Regions from separate parts of the Mus musculus genome. Here region 2 is linked to region 1. The links are chromatin contacts, called in public HiChIP or PLAC-seq maps. All regions are on one chromosome and are shown on one strand. Each heading gives the region's core, a stretch centred on a gene start, on an enhancer-like site or on the middle of the called end of the contact. The rest is flanking DNA. Distances are from core to core; before and after follow the strand shown.

Evidence for each region. HiChIP or PLAC-seq counts read pairs in DNA pulled down with a chosen protein or histone mark.
Region 2: a contact with region 1 is called in an H3K4me3 HiChIP or PLAC-seq map of the SCID.adh cell line, with 36 read pairs. The contact joins the enhancer-like site here to the promoter of Baz1a in region 1. A contact is called at or near these places in 11 of 39 promoter capture datasets (the 3T3-L1 cell line, the C10 cell line, the HPC-7 cell line and 8 more), 2 of 15 datasets of contacts at CTCF or cohesin (CD8 T cells and large pre-B cells), 49 of 484 Hi-C or Micro-C datasets (the 3T3-L1 cell line, 3T3-L1-derived adipocytes, the AML12 cell line and 37 more), 30 of 115 datasets of contacts at active chromatin or transcription factors (the 230-238 cell line, CD8 T cells, the SCID.adh cell line and 21 more) and 3 of 9 other capture datasets (adipose tissue, liver and pancreatic islet).

Annotation. Positions count from the first base shown.
Region 1 is chr12:54,980,790-54,987,684 of GRCm38.p6, reverse strand. Baz1a (bromodomain adjacent to zinc finger domain 1A) reads left to right here and starts at 1,349. Exons shown (of 27, transcript NM_013815.2): 1 at 1,349-1,523; 2 at 1,878-2,019. The coding sequence starts at 1,907. It overlaps Gm51983 (a long non-coding RNA gene), which reads right to left. Exons shown (of 3, transcript XR_003950194.1): 3 at 3,036-4,322.
Region 2 is chr12:55,049,169-55,055,888 of GRCm38.p6, reverse strand. 2700097O09Rik (RIKEN cDNA 2700097O09 gene) reads left to right here. Exons shown (of 8, transcript NM_028314.2): 6 at 2,482-2,588. Among named protein-coding and RNA genes, the nearest start is that of 2700097O09Rik, 28 kb to the left of the region's middle. Within about 2 kb of position 4,523, at least 36 of the 459 cell types and tissues checked have an H3K27ac peak or open chromatin away from gene starts, as enhancers often do. A contact at or near this core is called in CD8 T cells, the G1E-ER4 cell line, the SCID.adh cell line and 9 more, where this site is marked.

The sequences.
Region 1 (6,895 bases), core at 100-2,599:
ATATTATTTGGAGGTCAATTTTTTAAAAGTTTTTTGTTTGTTTGTTTTTCGGGACAGGGTTTCTCTGTATAGCCCTGGCTGTCCTGGAACTCACTCTGTAGACCAGGCTGGCCTCGAACTCAGAAATTTGGAGGTCAATTTTCAAAACACCAAGTCTTTAAGTGTGTACTGTGTACTTCTCTGAAAAGCATACAGTCTTACGTATATACTTGCCACTGGGAGACTTGTAAGCTTCTGTGGCTATGCTCATGCAGAAATGTGTATGCACACACACTATTAACTGCTTTTTAGTGCCATAGAACAGACTTTCACCAAGTATTATTTTACTCGTTCTATAATCATAGTAGTTTGAGAAGTTCATAACTGGTAAATAGTCTTAAACACCACCACCCACATACAAATAGTTATAGAAGATCCCAGTTTTTAAAATCATTTCACAGCATTAGTAATTAGGAAAAAAAGTAACATTTTACTGGAAGACTATTCCTCAGTTATACTTTTAGACTCATTCTTACATGTTAATTTGCAAATAAGCAAATAGAGTGATGGCAAAAATTATTAAAAGTTGGTGAACATTCTGAATGACTTCTAACTTAGAATATCCTTTTCAATTCAAAAGTCCCAAGTCTTATAAGAATTAAATTTGGTTTCATTTGTGAAAATTACTGATATGGGAAAATTGTTTAATGAGACATCTCGGTAGTAAATTTAACATCGTTAGGACTCTAATTGAACTGAAAATTGACCTTAAGTTACTTGTAGATTATAAGTTACTTATACTTTTTAAAAATTCTGGGTTTAGTTTTAAATATGTAGGGGGATCATATAAGTGAGATGACATTTCAAACTTTTGTCTTTTCCTGAGCTATCAAACTCTTTGAATTGTTTTAAGTATCAAGAAGGACTGGTGTCAAAAAAAGTTCTTTCTTTCAAGATGGATGATTACGCATGCAAAATACTTTGAGGGTTTTAGCGATTTCGTTTCTTATTCTTCCTTTCTTCAAAACGCAATTTAAATCGGAGCCGGAATCCCCTTTTCAACTCAATAGCTGGGCGCTGGTGGCCCATTGGAAAAGATGAAGACTTTACTTTGTCTGCCATGTGTTTAAGGAACACTAGCGCTTTCCCCAGATCTTCTGGCCGATAATCTCAAACATGGAGGATGCTTCTGATTCCTCACGAGGGGTTGCTCCATTAATTAATAATGTAGCTCTCCCAGGCTCTTCGCCCTCTCTTCCTGTATCAGTGACAGGCTGTAAAAGTCATCCAGTAGCCAATAAAAAGGTAGAAGCGAGAAGCGAAAAGCTCCTCCCCACAGCTCTTCCTCCTTCAGAGCCGAAAGTAGCTCAGAAACTTCCCGGGAGCGCGGAGAGGCGGGGAAGTGCCGGCGGGACGCGATCCCCGCGCGGAGCCCGGCAGTGGCAGCGGGAGCGGCGGCGGCCGGGAGAGACTCCGGGGCGGGGCGGGCCGGGACCTCGCGGCGTTCCTCGTGGGAAGGTGCGGCGGCGGGCAAGTGCTCGCAGGTGAGGGGCTCGCCAGCCGGCGTCCCGGGGAACCGGGAACAAAGCGCGGCGGCGCCCGGGCTCCGTGGCCGCCTAGCCCCGGGGATGCGTCGAGCACGTTGCGAGTCCCGGGACCGGTGGTGCGGCGGCCCGGAGCGGCGCTGGGGGGTGGGGGGGGGAGCCGCCGCACCGCCCGCCGCCGGGCGTCCGCCCCATTGTGAGGCGCCCGCGGGGCGCGCCGGGGCCGCGGCCGCCCGACAGACTGGGCACCCCGGCGGCGGGGAGGACCGGACTCGTCTGTCACACAAAAGGCAGCCGAGCCGCCCCGGCGCTCCCCGACCTTACCGGCTTTCTCCTTTCCCTCCAATTTGCTAGGGGCGCGGGCGGACGCGCGCAGCCGGGAGATGCCGCTGCTTCACCGAAAGCCTTTCGTGAGGCAGAAGCCGCCGGGGGACCTGCGGCCGGACGAGGAAGTTTTCTACTGTAAAGTCACCAACGAGATCTTCCGCCACTACGAGTAAGGCCGGCCGCGCAGCGGGGACAGCCGCCCCCGCGCCCTTTTGTCTGTCTGTCTCCTCTTTCTCTCCCGGGGCTCGTGACGGGTGGCCGGGCCGCCCATCCCCCGCGCGCCGTGACCGCGTGGGGCGGCTGGCGGCGGGGCCCGCGGAGGCCGGCGACCGCTCGGAGCCGCCGCGCTCGCCCGGGCGGGCGGAAACTCCCCGCCTCGCCCCTCCCCGCCGTGGCCGCACGCGCTCGGCCGCCGGTTCCGGGATCCCCGCCGGGTCAGCCCGCGCGCCGCCCCGGTGCCTCAGCCCGGAGAGGGATTCTCCGAGCCCGAGGGCAGGAAGCGGGCTGGCCCCGGACTGGGTTTTTCGCGGTCGCGCGTGGCTTCTGACGTTTGGTAGTGGGAGGCTGCCGGGGCTGAGGTGGGGACGGGGCGGGAGTGGAGGCTCGCTCCGCGTTGGGGGCAAAGGGGTTACTTCACCGGCCGGGAGGACGGGGCCGGGGAGCGTTGGGGCACGGGTGTCCTGAGCGGCGGCCTCGCGTCCCGCGCCGCCTAGGCCTGGGAGTGTGCGACGAGAGCCACGCTCTGTCACCGCCTCTTCTTGGTGACTAAACTCCGGTCCCCGGGGAACTCGGCGTCTCCGCCCCCAGGAGACCTGCGAGGGAGTAGTCGAGCGGAGCGTGGGGAAAGGAGTGGGAGATAGCGGGGTCCCGGACGCCCCTGGTTTTCCTTTCGAGCACCAAGAGCTAGGCGGTGGGAGTTGGGAGAGGGGGGTTAGACAAGTTCAACTCCAGCTTCAGTTTGTCGCCTCCACCGCCACCTCCCCGCCCCAACACACACTCCCTCCTCTGGCTCATGTGGGCCGCCTGACATGTGCCACTGCTTTTGTTTTGATAAGAACCTGAAGCTGCTGCAGATGTAGCTTCAACTCCCAATTTTTTGTCATTGCTTGGTGTATCCAAGAGTTTCCGTGCGTGGCTCAGTGACACGAAGCAGCGACCGGTGTTTAAACAGACTCTTAAGTGAGAACCCGAATTGATCAGTCACGGGACATACACACACACACACACACACACACACAAGCCCTCTCGTTCTTTCTTTCTCCTCCACGCAGACTCTCTTTGTGGCTTAGAAACCGTATGTTAATAGCAACCGAATAGGTTGTGTGAAGGAGGATTTCTGAGTTTGGGGGCCTGAGAGAAAGGCTTGATCCAGGGATGTCTTTAGGCGAACTCAACAGCCAGCTGAGAAAGGAGTAGTGAGATTAGAAAAGTCAGTTCCAAGAAAGACCCTCCACTCCCTACCCTATCTTCAGCTCCCTAGAAGGGGTTACAGGTAACCATGTTGTATCTAGAGAAGTAGATAGTACTTTTCACCAAACAGTACCCTTAAGTAGGAGTGCACATCTCACTGGGCTCCTGTATAGACTTGTTTTATTACTTTGAGTGCACTCTTGTAACTTCTTAGGTGGAATTGAGTTGGGTAACTGTGCGAGGATGATGTCTTCATCTAATGTTTAAGCTAAAATCCTTAGGAACATTTCTGATTAATTTTTAATTTAAGAGTACCAAGAAAATAGTTAACAGGCTCACATCCAAAACTCTTCCTTGGTTTTATATAAGCAGTCTTTTGAAAAGGCTCTCCTGGCATTGGTTGAACCAGAGGGTCTGCAAGTTCAAGGCCAGCCCGTGGGCCACAGTGAGTTTTGGTTCAGTCTCTCGCTCTCTCGCTCCAAGGTTTCTTTGAAACTGGAACAGAGTGGCCTGACCTGGCCCAAAAATTTTTTATTTTTTATTTTAATTTTTTTTATTTTTGGTTGTAAATTGTTAAAAAAAAAAGACAGTTGGCTCTTAATACTAGAACTTATATATCTTAAATATAATTTCTTATTGATTTTTTTTATTATCCAGTGGCTTAATCTCTTTGACTTTTTTTTTCCTACTTGGAATTGAAAATCCACATCTTTGACTCCATGTAAATTTTAATACGCTCTTCCACCTCACACTAGTAGGCAATCCATCTTGCTTCAACCCAGAACAAGTTTACAGTGAAAAGCTCCCTGAGGAAAAGATTTGACTAGCTTCTAGTACATTGTGTTTGGTTGTCTGTCGTTCTTGTCAACTGAGTCCTTTTCACGAATGAGGAAGGCTTACAGGCTCTTGATTAAGCCCCTGGATTACAGTTGTAGTCACATATTTTAGCACTTGTTGGCACTAGAACTTGAATTCATCTTTCTAAGGCCTTCCATGTTCTGTGCTTCTTGCTATTTACTATCACATGTTGCTTCTATGAAGAATTCTTCCTGTTGCCAAAGTCTGTAGAAATAAGCACAAAGAAACTAGAATTACAAGCTACTCAGGTTAGCTCCCTAGGTCTCTATAGATGGTGACTGCTCTCTGGTCAGCTCAGCACCGACCTTACTGCACCCCTCAGTGATTAGGCTCTAGGTGGGAAGTGGAGAAATCAGAATGCCCTTTGTTTATGAATGACGAGGTGTTGTGTGTAGCCCAAGCTGGCCAGGAACTTGAGACCCTCTTGCACTTGAGTTGCTGGGATTGCAGACATGTGCCACCACACCTGGTGCCATCAATTTGTCGTGGGGGAAAATGCTTTTCATACCAGCCAGTTTCCACATTGATGGCCGGATACACAAGATTGAGTTGTAGTCAAAAGCTATGTGATGAGCATGCACTCTTCAAGAGAATGTGGATAATCTTTCAAACTAGTGTCTTCAAATTGGGTGTATTTTGCTTCTTTTCGGGAATAAGTTGGCCACATGTCCCTGATCGTTTAGCCCACAGTCTTTTTTTTTTCCCCCTAGTGTAGAGCAGAGATTCCTAAATACACTTTTCAACTTTCTTTCTTTACTCTTTTCTTCTCTCTCTCTCAGTCTCTCACTTTCCCCCTCCAGGGTTTCTTTGAACCAGACTGGCCTTGAACAGAGATCTTCCTTCCCCCACAAGCCCAATTTTCAGCTTTATCTTTCTTATATTTAGCAGCTATATTGTTTTTTGTTAACACTTAGCTTTCTTCAGTCAAATATGTGTATCAGTAGTTGTAATGTAATAGTCTACCCCAAAGTTAATGGATTGAAACAACAGCCCATTCTATCTGCCTGTCACTGTTGTGTGGCTTCTCAGGTATATTTTGCTGGCATCCTCTGGGCTCACCCACTTAACTATGTCCAATTGGAGGCCACGCTGATCTTGAAAAAGTAAAGAAAGAAATGAACTCTGATACATGTGTGGGACTCTGAAGGGCGACGTCTCTCATCTTAAGAAGGGAATCCTGAGGTGCTTCAGGACGAGAGAGAGATGAGAGATCTCAGTGTCATCTTGGTTACATTGATGAAAACCATCAATAGCCACTCTAGATTCGAGGGATGTCAGTGTTGCCTGAAGAGATATATTAGCAGTAAGAGCAATGGCTGCTTTCTAAAAGACCTGGGTTCAATTCCCAGTGCTTACATTGGGGCTCACAACGGTCTGTAACTTTAGTTCCAGGCAGTCCGATGCCCTCTTCTGGCCTCCGTGGGCACCAGGCACGTACGTGGTGCCTAGGCATACATGGCAAGCAAAACATCCACATAGATATTTTTAAAAATGAAGCCATAATTCAAAGGCACCTGTACACCTTTATCTTTCTTTGCCAACAAACTGGGCTTTAGGTTATTATAATCTGATGTTATTAATCAAAAGACAGTGAAAGTTGGGCCAGCAAGTTAGCTCAGCACTTGCAGTGCAAATCAGAGGTCCTGAGTTTGCTTAGGCCCTGGAACCCACAGAGGACTGACCTCCACACATGCTCCACGTGGCCTTGTGTGCTTACACTCCCAACACACAGAACACACATGCTCTACACACTTAGAAGTTTTTTTCCTAAATATCCTGTGGGTTTGCTTTGTTGCTTACCCTCATCCTGTCTATAGTGACTTAAGCTCAGTGTCTTTTAAAACTTTCTGTTGTTCTTGTGCTTGCCCTCAAGGGGTTGCCAGGAAGAAATTCCTCAGATACTTAAGCTAATTAATTCCTACTCTTCTTCCCAGCTCTCAGCTTTCTCTTGTGTTCCTCTGACAATGTTTCTTTACTGTCCTGGTGATCCTCTTAGGACAGTGGCTTTCAACCTATGGGTCATGACCTCTTTGTGGATCAAATGACTCTTTCACAAGGGTAGCTGAAGACCATTAGAAAACACAGATATATACATTAGAATTCATAACAGTAGCACAATTACAGTTATGAGGTGACAGGGAAAATAAATTTACGGTTGGGGTCACCCCAGCATGAGGACCTGCATCCAAGGGTCACAGCTTAGGAAGGCTGAGAAGCACTGTCTTAGGATCTTCTTTGCACATACGATCCTGAATAATTAAAAAAAATGAGTGCGCATATCTTATATAGGTATTTGTTTAGAATTATCTCATTTAGTTTCTTTTACATAAACTGTTTATGAAATGTAGCCCCCATTTTATAGAAGAGGGAACCAGGTTCAGAGAGATTATGTAACTTACCAAAAGAAAAGTGATAAAGCTAGGTTTGGACATTTCCTCTCTTCCTCTTTCTAAATGCACATTTAAAAAAAAAAAATGAATGTGGGGAGCCAGGCATCATGGCACATGCCTTTAGTAGGACTAAAGCGCCAGAAGCAGAGGTGGTGGTTCTCAGAGTTCAAGGCGAGCCTGGTCTACAAACCGAGTCCAGAACAGCCAAGCTCTGTTACACAAAGAATCTCTGCCTTGAAAAGCCCCCCGCCCCCCCCCCCCAAATGTGGTCCATCCATTGAGAGTACATGTGTTTACTCTTGACATTTTTTTCCTTTAGAGATACTTTGAAAACGCTGAGACAATTTGTCTCCTTAGTGAGAAGTGTCTACAACATGATAGTATAAG
Region 2 (6,720 bases), core at 3,274-5,773, 65 kb before region 1:
AACTGTCTATGACTCCAACTCAGAAGCAGAGGCAAGTGGATGTCTGTGAGTTCAAGGCCAACCTGGACTACAGAACAAGTTCTAGGACAACCAGGGTTATACAGAGAAACTGTCTCAAAAAACAAAAACAAAAATTAAGACCTCTGAAGAATCATACTTAATAAAGAATAATAATAAAGTGCTTGCTTCTGTTTTTTAATATGATAAAGATGTATAAAATGTTTATTTATATTTTTATGAATTCTTTTATTACTTTTCAAAATAAATTATTTCAGTACACACCCATGTAATTTTTTTCTGACATGTAACTTCATGGCTACCTTCAGTAACTTTTTGGTGAGAAACTTGGTTTGTTTGTTTGTTTTTTTTTTCTCCAGTGTGGCCTCAAGCTCAGGGCCTTTTTATACCACCCTATGGCTACACCCCCTCCCCCGAAGTTGTAGATAAATACTGGATTGAAGGCTCTTAAAATCAACAAACACGGTTTCTGTAGTTATTTTAAATAGTATATGTTGAAACCTATCTTCCCTTTCAGGCGAATTCTTTGCATTTGTTTGTTTGTTTGTTTGTTTGTTTTTTCAATTTCGTGTGTGTGTGTGTGTGTGTGTGTGTGTGTGTGTTGCCTGTGTGTTTGCTCTGCTGTCCTGTCTCCCAGCCTCCCTCCCATCCCTCTCCTCCAGGCTGGCACTGGGCTTTCCCTCTTCCTATCCTTGCTCTCTGCTCACTCCTCTGATAGCACTGGGGAGTTAGGACAGTTGTTTTGGAGTGTTTGTCACATTACTCCAGTGTCACACATTTGAGCACAGATACTGTATCTCTTTTAACCTGGTTTGTCTCCCTCTACAGTATCTTGCATAGAAAAGAGGTACCCCTACATTTTGCTTGAGTGTGATTGTTTTATGACTTCTGTACTGCCATCAGTCCAGAGGCCGCCCTGGAACCCTGAGAGATTTGTGTTGGCTGCCTTGATTAACTGAGCCTTCAGATTCTTCTTTCCCCAGTCTGTGTAGTAGAAATACAGGAAGAAAAATATGAAGACAGATGGGAAAGAAAAAAGAAGAATGAAGATAAAACTACTGACTAGTTCACATATCTGTTGCATAGCTAGGCTGCATGTTTATAATGTCTGCAATTATTAACTGGGTTGTTAGTGACAAGAGCCGGACTTAGCCTCTGAGCTGTCTCTCTGGCCCAGCTGTCTTTCTTTTTATTGATGATTGTGTCAAAACTGTCTTTAAAGGTTCTAGGCCAAGTGAATTTCTTTTAAGTGTAGAATGTTTATTATTTAAAAGAAAGAATGTTTCTTAAAACCAGACCATATAACACCTTGCATATTACATATTTGTAATGCTTGAGTATTTATTTGAAAATAACTCATAAACATTTTTTCTGTTTCAAAGTAAAATCTATTTTTTTACTCCTGATCAAATAAGTGTATTTTCTTGCTATTGTCCCTGTGGTCTTCGAAGCCTTAATTATGGTTATGTCACATTTTTGAGTTATATAGGTTTTTTTTAAGATTTATTTATTTTATTTTATGTGTGTGTTTTGCCTGCTCATATGTCTGCACCATATGTGGTGCCTAGAGACCACAGAAATCGGAGGAGGGCATTGGTTCCCCTGAGACTGGAGTTACAGAAGGTCGTAAGCTGCCCTGTGGGTGCTGGTAATTGAACCTGTGTCCTCTGGAAGACCTCAGTGCTCTTAAGTGCTGAGCCAGCTCTTCAGCCCTATGTAGGGTTTAAATCAATTGTTTTGCTTACGTTTTCAGCAGGTAATAACATTCAGGTGAGTGTTAGAATCAAGTTAGCATAAGACATATTAATATTTGAAAGATTTGACAGTTTATAATTTACTCTAAAGGATTTTGAGAGGTGTGGGTGTTTTTTAAGATTATATTTTATTTTATGTGTTTTGAGTGTTTTGCCTGCCATGGATGTGTGTGTATCACATATGTGCCTGGTGCCAGCTGAGTTAAGAAGAGGGCATTGGATCCCCTGGAACTGGAGTTATAGACAGCTGTTAGCTGCCTTGTGGGTGCTGGGAGCCAAACCCCATTTCTCTGTAAGAGCAGTAAATGCTCTTAACCGTTGAGCCATAATTTTTATATTGTATCATCAGGACTGATAACCACTATAAAAAAAGAAATTAACTACCCAAGAGTACAAATCTAGTTGGACAGAGCCATAATTGAAACCTGGATCTTTTGACTCTTAAACCTAACAATGTAATTATAATGGAAAAAAATCTCTAAACTCCATTAAAAATTAATAACCAGCAAGTGGGGGACACAATTATAACAAAACAAATAATTCCATTTAAAGCAAATCTTCTCTGCAAGCTTCTGGGTTTTACTAGATAACAAGTATCTCTGTGGTCCTCACAGCATCGCAGGCCAGCAGGCATCTCCTGTGTGGCTGCGTGCTCGCTCTGCTGTTCTCGTCGTCCTCTTACATCTTACATGCTATACTCGTTCTTTAGGTGCTTCATGCAGACATCTGTACCCAGAGTTCCCTTCTGCAAACTGCTGATGTCATTGTAATGAATAATGTCTTCGAATATTTTCTTACTGAGGCTCAACAGGCCAGGTAGGTTATTTACTGAAGCAAGAAAACTGTTATTAAAATATATCCAGCAAGGTATGAAAAAAGATTGGTATAAGGTAGAAATGTTTTCATGCTAATTTTAAAATGACAAACTCAACTTGGTTTTTTGTTGTTTTTGTTTTTTGTTTTCGTTTGTTTAAAACAGGGTTTCTCTGTGTAGCCCTGGCTGTCCTAGAACTCACTCTGTAGACCAGGCTGGCCTCAAACTTAAGCCTGTCACTACCATCCAGTGCTCAACTTGATTTTATTAATATTTTTATTTTTTCTTTGGCACATTTGTACATGATATCAACTTATTTTAATAAGGAAACAGATTAAATGCAAAATTTTGACACTTGATTTTGTAAAATGTATTAAATTTTTTAAGTTTACATGTATCTATTTGTGCTCATCAGAGTGGGTGTGTAGAAGAAATGTGTAAGAGTCTCTTCTGAGCCAGGCATGGTGACGCACGCCTTTAATCCAGCACTTGGGAGGCAGAGGCAGGCGGATTTCTGAGTTCGAGGCCAGCCTGGTCTACAAAGTGAGTTCCAGGACAGCCAGGGCTACACAGAGAAACCCTGTCTCGAAAAAACAAAAGAAAAAAGTCACTTCTGTCCACCATATGTGTTCTGGGTATCAAACTTGGGTCATCGGGCTTTATGTAAACCACCCTCTGAGCCATCTCAGCGCGCCCTGTAATATGGACTTTTGGGTGGATCTAAAATGGTAGCATGACTCCCACATCCACTTAGGGTACAGTTAAATAGCTCCCAGGGGTTTGGTACTGTTCTTTGCTGTCATTGTGCTAATCTCTTGTCTTAGTTTCCTCTCCTGATGCTGTGGTAAAGCCTGACAAAGGCAAGGTAAGGGAGAAAGGCTATTTGGGTGCTCAGTGCCTTTTGTCTGATGATGGGTAGTGGATCCACACTCAGGAATGGGAAGCAGAGAGTAAATGCATGCTAATTAGCCCAGTCTCTTCAGTTAATCTGACCAAAATAACACCCTAACAGCTAGCCCCTAGCCCCTCTTCTCAGCTGTTTCAGATTCTGTCAAATTGACCGTTAACACTAGCCATCACACCGATCATAAAACAGTATGGAGTAACCAAGGCTTAACAGAGAGGATGAGAATATTAACCTTCAAAACTAGCTAATTCTGTGTTTGCTTTTTTGCTTTGCCCACGGCCTGGTACATGCTAGGCAGGTGCTCTATCTCTAAGCTACATCCTCTAACAGTGTCCCTGAGGAAGGACCCTCTAACAGGTTCCTGGAGTTATCTCACTCTCCAGCTGGTGGAGAAGGTAGCAACTGTCTGATCACTTCTCTGTGCAGCCCACACTGGCCTTGAACTTGAATTCCTCTTGCCTCTGCCTCCTGATGCTGACAGGACAGGCATTTATCACCACATCAGCAGCTTTTTTACTTTTAAACTTACTTGCAGATAAGAAAAACATATAATTGTTGACGAGTATATCGTCACTGGTATACTAATGAGGCACTGAGAGAAAAATAATGTTAAACACTTTGGAGATTTATAGATTTCAAATGCTGAAAAAATGTTGAAAGCTGTTGGTGAATTGTGGGGGCAGGGTGGGATCTATATTTAGATGGGTGTGGTAGCGCATGCCTTTAACCCCAGCACTAGGATCCAAGAGGCAAGCAGATCTCTGAGTTCCAGACCAGGCAGGGCTCCATTATGTGACCCTGACTTTAAGTAAAAATAAAAACAGCTTTTTTCATATATTCATTCATAGAGACTACATGAGTTACTGAACAAGTAGTAGCTATATGATGTTATATAATTATTTCTGTTTAGGGACGGTGAAGTCCTCGGTGAATGTGTTATTGATGTGGTCGTGGTCATGTCAAGGACGCCACACCTTAGACTCATGAGAATGATAAGGCTTTCCTGTGTTCCTATGCAGATATTTACAGTGTATGTAGAAAATAACTACCATGCTTTCTACCCCTGGATGTTCACAGCCTGAAAACTGCTCCCCTAGTGAGGCTGCCCCTAGTGAGATTAGCTAAACCTGTCTTCTTGTCAGCTCTATGTAGTAATCTCCCTTTGTGTCCAGCTGCATGCAGTAACCTGCTCAACTGTGTATAATAAACACGCTGGGCTTCCAGCTGATGCATCTTCTCCATCCGGAAGGAGAGTAGAGCCCACCCAACTTGAGTGTTTCTGATTGCCTCTAGGGCAGGGTTCCTGGACCCATGCCGTACCAGGACACAGAACTTCTGCTTTAGTCTGTGACCGTGAATTCAGCTAAATAGCTAATTCAGGGCATCCTGAACTCTGTGAGGCGTGCGTGTCTCAGACAAATGAAAAAGTCATGCTAATCTAGTTTTTCATTTTTTTTTAATTAAATGGGCTTGTAAAGTACATCATTTTTAGGAACCACATTAAAAAACGATAGCTCTAGTTGAAACAGTGCTATGTGATTATCATTCGCATCCTGAAAAAAAACAAATGTTGCATTATTTTGTAAATAAGTTCTAAATATGATACCTGCTAGCCATAGCCTCAACCAAAAATAAGTACAACTGATACTGCTACCCACCCACCTCACCAGTCACACTGCAGAGACTGTTCCCCACTGGTGGGGAACCAAGATCTGTGCAGTGTAGTGTGGTGTATATCAACCCTGGGAGTTAAACAGAACCGGGCAAACACACAGCTCCCTGACATGCACTGGCGGGTCATTTCATTATCCTATAGAACTGGCTGGTCCCTCCAAACTCTGCAGATGCTCTTTAATGTTGGAATTCCATCCCTAAAATACTCCAGCCAGCCAGGTGAGCTATGATTTAACTCTTGACGTGAGTTTAAAAGATCTAATCTACACACCATACACAGCTACACAGTTATTTTTGGTTTCTGGCTTCTGTGCCCCTGATTTTCCCAGACTCCTCATCTTCCTCAACCCCCCCCCCCCCCAGTCTGAAGGACTGATTCTCATGTGCTCTGTGGAGAAAGTACAAGGCTTTGATGCTGATCCTGCTTGACTTGTGTGATTCTGAAAACTTCACTTCTCTTATTCAGAACCTTTACGGTAACCCACATCCCCATCTTGTTAATATCAGTACTTTGACCTTGTAACTTTACCAGCACCCCTCAGGAACTGGAAAATTTGCCAATTTCTACTGTGTTGCTGTGGTTCTATTTCCTGTGGGTAAACATTTTGCCTATCTAGATTTCTAGATACTGACTGCATTTTCTTTTGTCATCCTTATTCAAAAAAATAAAATAAAATCCAGTGTCTGATAAAAGCTGACACGTCAGGCTTTTGTTTCGCTCTTTATAGTGAAGTTTTGAGTTCTCAGCAAAACTTTAAAAAAGATAAAGATTTCCTGTACACTCTGCCCCACGCACCTGCTGAAACTGTACCATTGTCGTCCCTCCCACCAGAACAGTATGCTTCTTATGATGGGTCTTGGGTACTGAATAGTCACCAGAAGTCTCCAGTTTACAGTAGCGTTCACTCTTGGTGCTTCGAAGCCCGTGTGTGTGTGTGTGTGTGTGTGTGTGTGTGTGTGTGTGCATGTATTGATATGTAGTGACATGCACCCAGCCTTAAAACATGGACAGTAGTTTCACTCCCCTAAAAATCCCCTGCTCAGCTCTTGGTCCTGTACTCTCACCTCACCCTTGGCAGCCACTGATATTTTTACCAACCCATAGTTTTACTTTCCAGCTGTGACAGTTAGAATCAGACAATCCAGAATCCTTCCAGGTTAGGTTCCCTCTCTAGCAACAGACGTGAGGCTCTTTGTGTCTTAATGACTTGAGCACATTTCCTTTTAGAGCCGAACAATATTTCAGTTGTCTAGATATGCCACAGTTTATCCATTCCCAAGTTTATAAATTATGAATAAAACTACAATAAATAATTATGTACAGATTTTTTTGCAAATACATGTTTTTAACTTCTTTGTGTAAATAGCAGTGTACAGTTGCTGGGTTGTATGTTAAAGGCCACATCCCGGATTTTGTTGGGTGTGCTGTTGCTTTGTTCAGATGGAGTCTAATTCTAGAGCCAAGGATGGTGCCCTGAAGCTCACAGTGTACCCCAGGCTGGCCTGTAACCCCAGAGGAGCCTCCTGCCTCAGTTTGCTCAGTGCTGGGATCC